2 separate regions of the Sus scrofa genome follow, and region 2 is linked to region 1. Evidence: chromatin contacts called from public Hi-C data. All regions are on one chromosome and are shown on one strand. Each heading gives the region's core, a stretch centred on a gene start, on an enhancer-like site or on the middle of the called end of the contact. The rest is flanking DNA. Distances are from core to core; before and after follow the strand shown.

The links. A called contact is a pair of places that touch in the nucleus more often than the background predicts.
Region 2: a Hi-C map of omental adipose tissue shows a contact between it and region 1, with 2.7 times the contacts expected there. The contact joins two enhancer-like sites. A contact is called at or near these places in 2 of 5 promoter capture datasets (fetal liver and liver), 25 of 47 Hi-C or Micro-C datasets (adipose tissue, alveolar macrophages, brain and 14 more) and 2 of 2 datasets of contacts at active chromatin or transcription factors (alveolar macrophages and skeletal muscle).

Annotation. Positions count from the first base shown.
Region 1 is chr1:164,575,322-164,579,306 of Sscrofa11.1, forward strand. No RefSeq gene overlaps it. Among named protein-coding and RNA genes, the nearest start is that of LCTL, 37 kb to the left of the region's middle. Within about 2 kb of position 1,685, at least 7 of the 83 cell types and tissues checked have an H3K27ac peak or open chromatin away from gene starts, as enhancers often do. A contact at or near this core is called in omental adipose tissue and retroperitoneal adipose tissue, where this site is marked.
Region 2 is chr1:164,789,543-164,793,527 of Sscrofa11.1, forward strand. All of the region lies in intron 3 of LOC102161686 (a long non-coding RNA gene), which reads left to right. Among named protein-coding and RNA genes, the nearest start is that of SMAD6, 140 kb to the left of the region's middle. Within about 2 kb of position 1,674, at least 24 of the 83 cell types and tissues checked have an H3K27ac peak or open chromatin away from gene starts, as enhancers often do. A contact at or near this core is called in omental adipose tissue and retroperitoneal adipose tissue, where this site is marked.

The sequences.
Region 1 (3,985 bases), core at 435-2,934:
AGCGGTGCAGAAGACCTGTCCTTTTAGGTCTGGTCTCTGATATCTGGAGCAAGATAAGGGCAGACGAGAGACAGCTTGGTGTGACGGAAAGTCCTAGACATTAGTGCCCCACCCGGTTGTCGTGTCCTCCCTCAGCCCGTTTTTTAAAATATAAAATGAGGGGGTTGATTCAGTTGAACTGCAAGGTCACTTCCTGTTGTAATATTTGACGGTCTGTTCATACATAGTGTGCCCTCAGACAGGTCGCTCTCTCTCTTGGGAACTATTTCTCGTCCTCCATGAAAGGCTTCAGTAGAACAGGATAATGAGTCAGGTCCCTTCCAGCACTGAAGACTCCTGACTCTTCATCCTTCGTTTGTAGAGCTCCACCCTTCGCTGAGCCTCAGAGGTACCGGGGAGCAGTCAAGAACACAGATGCCTAGTCCCCACCCCAGAACAATTAAATTAGAACCCCCAGAGGTGGCCTCTCAATAGCTTTTAATGCTCCCAGCTGATGGATGCGCCATGTATCTGGGGTGGACCTGAGATCCTGCATTTCCAGTGAGCTCCAGGTGTGGCTAATGCTGTGGGTTCAGGACCACTCTTGTAGTAGGAGGCTAGCAGCACCAGCATCCCCCAGCAGCTGCCTAGAAATTCAGTTTCACATCAGTTCCCTCAGGCTGGCTTCCCCAAGTACTTCTGCTAGGAGAAAGGACAGGACCAGACCATCCTAGCCCCCAAAAAGGATCAGGAGCCCTGATGCAGCTGTACTTTGCATTATTTGGAAGTCAAGAGGATAGTGGTTTTGGGTGCTTTTGCTCTCTCTCTTTTTTTTAAATTAAAATTGATGTACACTATTATATAAGTTGTGGGTGTACAATGTAGTGAGTCACAATTTTTAAAAGTTATACTCCATTTTTGGTTATTATAAAATATAGGCTATATTCCCCATGTTATACAACACATATCTTTGCAGCTGATTTTATATATACTAGTTTGTACCTCTAAATCCCCTCCCCCAAACTGCCCCACCCCCTTCCCTTTTGCTCTCTTTCCAACACAGAAGGAAGAAAAGGGTGTAGGGGCCCTGCTCAGCTACTAAAGAGTTCCCTGGGCTATTGCTATTTGAAGTGGATCTTGGATGAGCCTCCATTTCCTCATCTGTATAATGGGGCGAGTGCTGCCTCCTTCTCTTAGGTTTTTCAGTTTTAGGTCAAATGACATTCAAGCAAAGCAACTAGCCTGGCACATAGTAGGTGCTCAAGTCAATCCCATCCAGCCCTTGGCTGGGGCTTACTATGAAATAGATAATGGCTGGATCTTGGTGTTAGAGTCATACATTGTGTTTACAGGGGTCAGACAGACCTGGTTTGCCCCTCACTAGTCATAAGACCTTAGATGAGTCGCTTCATCTCCCTGCAACTCCATTTGCTCGCCTGTCAATGCCGAGAGTCAAACCACTTTGGCAGCGTTGTCATAAAGATTAAATGAGGTGACACATGTGAGGTGTGGAGGGCCAGGCCTGGAGCCATTCTGGAATTCAGGCTGTGGGTAGCTGCCTCCCTCCCACCCTGGGGGAGCCCCAGCTTCAGAAAACAGTGTCCCCTTTTACTCTGCCGGCCACTGAGGTCACTATACCACAATCACTGAGCGCTGGAGAGCAAATATCCCCTGTCAGGCCCTGCCTTTTTCTTGGCTGCTGCCGCTCTGGCCAGCCAGATTTGGGTTGGCCGGCAGAGGAAGTGGCTGGGCTTTGATGTGAGCTGTGGTGAGGCTGGGAGATGGGGGTGTGCAGACCCCAGCCTGACTTGGTGGCTCAGGGTCAGCTCCTACTCTTTACCCCAGGGCCTGGCAGAGCCCTGCCACCTGGGGCCAATGGAGGGAGGTAGCTTGGTATCAGTGGGTCCTCATACCATCCCTCAGATACGGGTATGTTGTTATCCCCTTTATAGGTGGGGAAACTGAGGGAATTACTCCTCAGCTCTGGTGACCCCCAGGGTGCATGGGCAGACAGACATGCCTCCCCATGTGCTGTGGGTCTGAAGGTCCAGCCATTCCCTGAGAGGGGCTTGGTCTCCAAAAGACCCCCATTTACATGGGAACGTCAGGCCCTGCAAAGATTTAGTGGGCATCTGATTTGCACCTGGCCCTGTGGCTGGCTAAGGGAGCAGGGAGGAGGCATCAGACAGCCCCTACCAGGTACAGCTTCAGATCCCAGCACAGCCATTGGCCAACTCCTTGGACAGCCCCTCTGGGCCTCAGTTTCCTCATCTGTAAAATGAGGACTGGGGAAATTTAAAGTACTGTGTGTGAAAGTGATTTTTAGAACTGTACTGTTTATGCATGTGAGGGATTATTAGCACTCCTGAGCTAAAACCCTAGTCTCTGTTACTGAAAAAAAGCACAGGAGAGAATGGATGAGGGGCTTTGACAAATCACACAGGAGGGGATGTACTTCTAACCAGAAAGCTAAAAGGGGGCAGAAGGCTGCTTATTTTTCAGAGGGGGACAAAGAAGAGAAGAGGCCCAGGGGAGGGTTTTGCAAGGACTGGAGAGGCAGAAATTGATCCCAGCTCTTGGCGGAAGTCCTCAGTCTGGAACTGCTGCACAACTCTGGGAAAGTGCTATGACCTCTCTGGGTCTCAGTTTCCCCTCTGTCAGTCACACGGAGGGACTGCTGGGAAGGTATTTCTTCTGAAGCATGTGTGCATCCTTTGGCTCCTCTAATTCTGCTCTGGACAAGGTAGTCCTGGGTCCTTGGGAGGTGAGGAGGGAGGGGAAGATCCCAGCTGACCCACAGGCAGTGCAGTCCCAGGTTGGGACCCGAGGCAGGCAGAGAAGCCCAGGCTGCAGACTTGTGGGCCCGAGGTGGGGAGGAGGAGGAGGAAGAGGAGGAGGCAGGGGATGGTTGCCAGCCAGGAAATGTCTGCTGGCTGGCATCAGGCGTGCTCGAGCTAGTGCGCTTCCTGTAAGCGGTACACACGAGCCTGGTGACCTCACCCCTCAGACATTCTGGGACAGCCCCCCATTCCAAAGAGGCCGACCCATTGTCCCCTGGAACAGCAAATGGGCAGCATCCAAAGACATCCATTCATTCAGCAATGTTTACTGAGCACCCGCTTTGGGTGGGCACCACGCCAGACACGGGCACACAGAGAAGAGACTGGAGCTCAGTGGCCAGTGGGTCTATGTTTTCCAGCTGGGCCCCCACACCTGGAGCTGGCACCATTCTCCTTGCCTGCTCTTTTGGTTGGGACTTGGTGGTCATCACTGATGAGGGAGACTCCCTAGAGCGTGTAAACCTTGGGGGCATTGGGGAAATGACCCCCCAACACTGAATTGGCCTCACTCATGCCAAGCACTGCATGGGGGAGTCGGCCTTTATTGTCTCATTGAAGTTTCCCAACAATGAATAGATGGCACCATTCTCATTTCCAGGGACAACTGCAGTGAGTGACCTTGCTCCAGGTCACACAAGTCATGAGAGCTTGAGCCAGGATTCAGACCCGAGTCTTTCCTAGGCACCAAGGCTTCAGATACTGAAACCAGTATAGCAGAGCCCCTGGCCTCAGTTGGCATCCTTGGTTGGAAACTGCCCACTAACCTAGTGGCTTTGGGCAAGTCTCTAGGCCTCTATGAGCCTCGGTTTTCTTTTCTGTCAAAAGGGATTCATGGGGTCTAATTCATAGGATTGCTGTGAAGTTTAAGTGGGACAATGGATGTAAAAATCCTTGCTCACTGTCTGAGGCAAGAGGCTTCAGATCTTTTTTGGAGTTTTCACCTCCCTGAATTCTCTGGCCACACAGGATCTGGAAAGTCCTGAACCCCTTCCTCTGTCTCTGGGTCATCAGCCAGAATTGGCAGAGTGTCTCCCATTTTGCCAGGTGTCGACAGGGACAGATGGAGAGGATCGAGAGGAGAGGAAGGCACAAGTGAAGAATGCTGCCCAAGATCCTCTTCTCTCTCAGGGACTTGAGGATCTTGGGCAATGAGGAAGGACCATCTT
Region 2 (3,985 bases), core at 424-2,923, 210 kb after region 1:
GACCGTCTGTTCCCCACAGGGCCCTGCTGCCTGGCACATACATGTAACAGTAGGTGTTTGAGGGAAGAATAAATAAATGCGTGAGGCAGAACTGCTCTGGCAGGGATGTAGATACTACAGCGGGGAAGGAAGGGTTTGTTCTGGTGTGTGGGTGTGGTTGCAGAGGTTTCAGAGGGAGCTGCTCTAGGTGGGGGAGAGCAGGAGGCCTCTCCTGAAAGATACCCTGAAACTCAGGTCCTTCCTTTATGAGCCAGAGGCCCCCTGGGAAGCTGTGTGGGGTGGGGGTCAGGGGTCCCTGCATCTGGAAAGGCAGCGCCTGGATTCCCAGATGCAGGCAACCTGGGTTCCCACCCTCCACAGCACTCCAAGTGGCTCTGGAGAGACGGTCCTTCCCTTGCGGGAGGAGAGGCAGCCCAGGCCTTCTCCCTCTGGACACACTGGCCCTTAGACAGGGCCTCTCCCCTGGAGCTTCTCTCCCTGGCAAGAGGCCTCTAGCCTAACCCCCAGTGAGGGCCAGAGGCCTGCCTGGGTCACAGAGCCACAGAGCTGGGACTCGCTTCAGGCACAAGGTCTCCAGCTCCCGTCGTCCACCATGTGAGGCTTGAGGGCCTTAGTTAGGTTGGTCAGCACGAAGCAGGCAGCCCCAACCGTGGATCCCACACTCTGTCTGCAATTAAACTGGAAGCCCAGTGTCCCCAGGCAATCTCGGGGATCAGTGCCGCTGCCTTGCGGAGGGCATCTTCTCTGGTTGTGCCCGCAGCCACCCTCTGCTCACGTGCGCCATGCTCAGGACACTGAGGGCTGACTTCAGAAATGCCTGTTTTCTGGGCTGTAAAGGTGTCTTCTGACTCCTGGCTGGAGAAGTGGGAAGGGAGGGAAGGCTGTGCCTCCTCCATCAGCTCCAGGACTCTTTGGTCTCCACTCTCCAGCCCTTTTGCGCTGAGTCTCATCCCACGACACCCGAGGCTGTCTAGGTCCCCTCACACACCTCCTACTCCAGGCCAGAGCCCTCTGGAGGCCTGGGGTGCAGGCCTGGGTCAGGTCGGGAGCGGGGTGTGGGAGGCTAGGTCTTCCAGCGCCCTCTTCCTGGGAGTTCCCCTGGTCGTGGATGACATCTTACTTGTTCCTGTGCCCCCGAATCCACACCAGAGCCTGGCATAGAGGGGGCTCTTGTGACATGAAAGAGGCGACATAGAATATCATTTGAGGGCTTCTAGAAAGACATTCCAGGCCCGTGATTCCCTTCCCCCTAGCTCCCCAGAAGCCACAGTCTGGAATTCCACCAAGAGAGGCGTGTGCCTTGACATTTTCTTCATAGGAGTAAATCAGAAGATTAGTTTATTCTGCTCCTGGGCCCAGAGGCCTCAGGAACTTCTGAGAGCCAGACTGGAGATATGGGTGGGGAGGGGTCCACCAGCCTGTTCTTCAGCTTCTGGAAGAGAAGAGCTGAGACCCCAGGGAGGGGCTGACCTCTGGAGACAGGCTTGGGCTGCAGGGGCCCTTGGGGCCGGCGGGAACAGCAAGGCCTGTCTGGGAGGGAGCCTCTGACAGACGCTTTATCAGGCCCTGTCGCCGGCGTTATCTGTGGCTTCTCAGCAAAGAAGGAGCCACAGTCCTCAGCCACCCTCAGACCACTCCAGGCCTGGAACAAAGCAGCCGAGTCAGCTGGCAGCCCCATGGCTCCACTGTTAGACTGTGGGCTTTGCAGCCCCGAGGCCCACGTGGGGTGTTCAGGGGGGTGGCTGGCCCGGCCTGGCGACGGCCCGTCTGCTGGGACTCCCCCGCCAAGTGCCCGCTGCCGCAGGGACCACCTCCCTGGAGCCTGTCTGCAGAATGGGAATGGGGCATCGGGTCACCCCGGCCCCTGAAGAGCCCGGCTGAAATGTCAGCCACAAAGAACGGGACACAGAAGGGCCTGTCCAGGAACAAGGGCCAAGTGTTGGCGTGGAATGATGGCCAGGGCCGAGCTGGTCAAATGTTTACTTGGAATGGTTCAAGTGGGCACCTTCCAGCCACGGGGGCAGCTGGTGGTGTCTGGCATGGGGCCCCTCTACCCACCACCACAGAGTTCAGACTCACCCTAGATGGGCTCGAATCCAAAAGCGCTCAGAGGGGGCTACCAGTCTAGGCCCTGGCATTGCCACTCCCTCTCAGTCCCTACCCACTATTGGGGAGAGAAAGAGCTGGGAAGGCAGGTTCAACCTCTCCCATTCTGGAAGCACCTGCTTCTCTGGCCTCCTGCAGGGCTGCTATGAAGAGTTGGGCAGGTTGTGCTCTGCAAAAGAACCTCGACACTGAAGCAAGTGGACTGGAAATCCTTGCAACGGGGCAGGGAGCTATATCAGCCTAGAGGGTGCTTTTTTTGCATAGGTCTTGCTAGGAGGAGGCACCTTTGCATGCTGAGCATTGGGGACATTAAAGTGACAGCATGGTTCTTTTGGTAGGACTGGTTTATAGTTTGTTATGGATAGGGTGGCTTGATATAATACAGGATGCCCAGTTGGATGTGAAATTCAGATAAACAACTACACTTTTTTTTTTTTTAAGTGTATTTGTGTCCCAATGCAATATTGTAATGTCTGTGTCATGGGTGAATGAAGATCAGACCTTCCCACAAATCCCCCTCGGCACATAACGCCCTAAGGGGTCATGGAGGAGACTCTGGGAGGCTGAAGAGAAGCCAGTGTGGCTGGAGAGGAGCCTAAGAGGTGACAGGGGCAAGATGGAGTGCTCTCTTGAAGGCTGAGGATCTCTGAATGAAATGGGGCCACGGGAGGGTTTGAGTAGGGGACTCAAGTTGTAACTGGCTCCCTCTGGTGGTGGTGTTGAGAATAGACTGGAGGGGCCTGCCAGGGTAGGCAGACCTGTGAGGTGACTGCAGGGGCCGTCCAGGCCAGAGGGCCAGGGCAGTGAGCTTGGCGCTGGAGAGAAATGGCTGATTCTGGCCGTAGGAACTTTTTGTTAGGGAACATGCCAAACATGCACAGCAGTAGCAAGAATAATACAAAGAACTCCTATGTCCCCATCACCCATTTTAACCTTCAGCTCACAGCCAATTCTGTTTCCGTAGTGGAAACCTGTCCCCCTTCTTGACAACTGGATTATTTTGAAACACATCCCAGATATCATATTATTTCAATCATAAATGTGTCAGTATGTATCACTGAATGGTAAGGCCTGGATGTATTTTGAAGCAGAAGCCACTAGGAATTTGCCTCCAGAGTTTAAGCAGCTGTTGAGAGAGAGGAGGCCCCTGACCTTGTGAAATCCATGGCTGGGCAGTTAGTTCCCAGGTCTTAGGACCACCTCTCCTACAGCTTTCTAGTGTTTTCCTCCTCAGGTCTCCTGTCTCCACCCTCCTGTCTGCAGGCACTCCTAGCGTGATGCTCCTCAGAACTTGGTCTTGGGACATAGGTGTGGACTCCCCACTGGAAGCTCCTGCCCAAAGTCGCTCTTTCTGGTCTCTCTCTTTCTCTCTCTCTCTTTTTTTAAATTTGTTTTCTAGGGCTGATCCTGTGGCATATGGAGGTTTCCAGCCTAGGAGTCTAATTGGAGGTGTAGCTGCTGGCTTACGCCACCATCACAGCAATGCTGGATCCGAGCCACGTCTGTGACCTACACCACAGCTCACGGCAACGCCGGATCCCCAACCCGCTGAGCAAGGCCAGGGATCGAACTTGTGTCCTTGTGGATGCTAGTCAGGTTCATTACCCACTGAGCCACAATGGGAACTCCTCTCTTTCTGGTCTCTTGATAACAGGACTGTACAGTGTCTGCAGCTGAGGTTCCCTAGGCCCACACAGATACTCACTCCCCGTGCTCAGGAAATGCAGGTTCCCTGGTGAATGTGAGGGAAGCCCTGGGAAGTCACAGAGTGAGGGCCTGGGACATGGATTCAGACATCACAACCCTAATAAGTTCAGGGAAGCTCTTAGCCTTCAGAAGGCCACCCCCTCCAGGAAGCAGCCTGGCTCTATCTCTAATT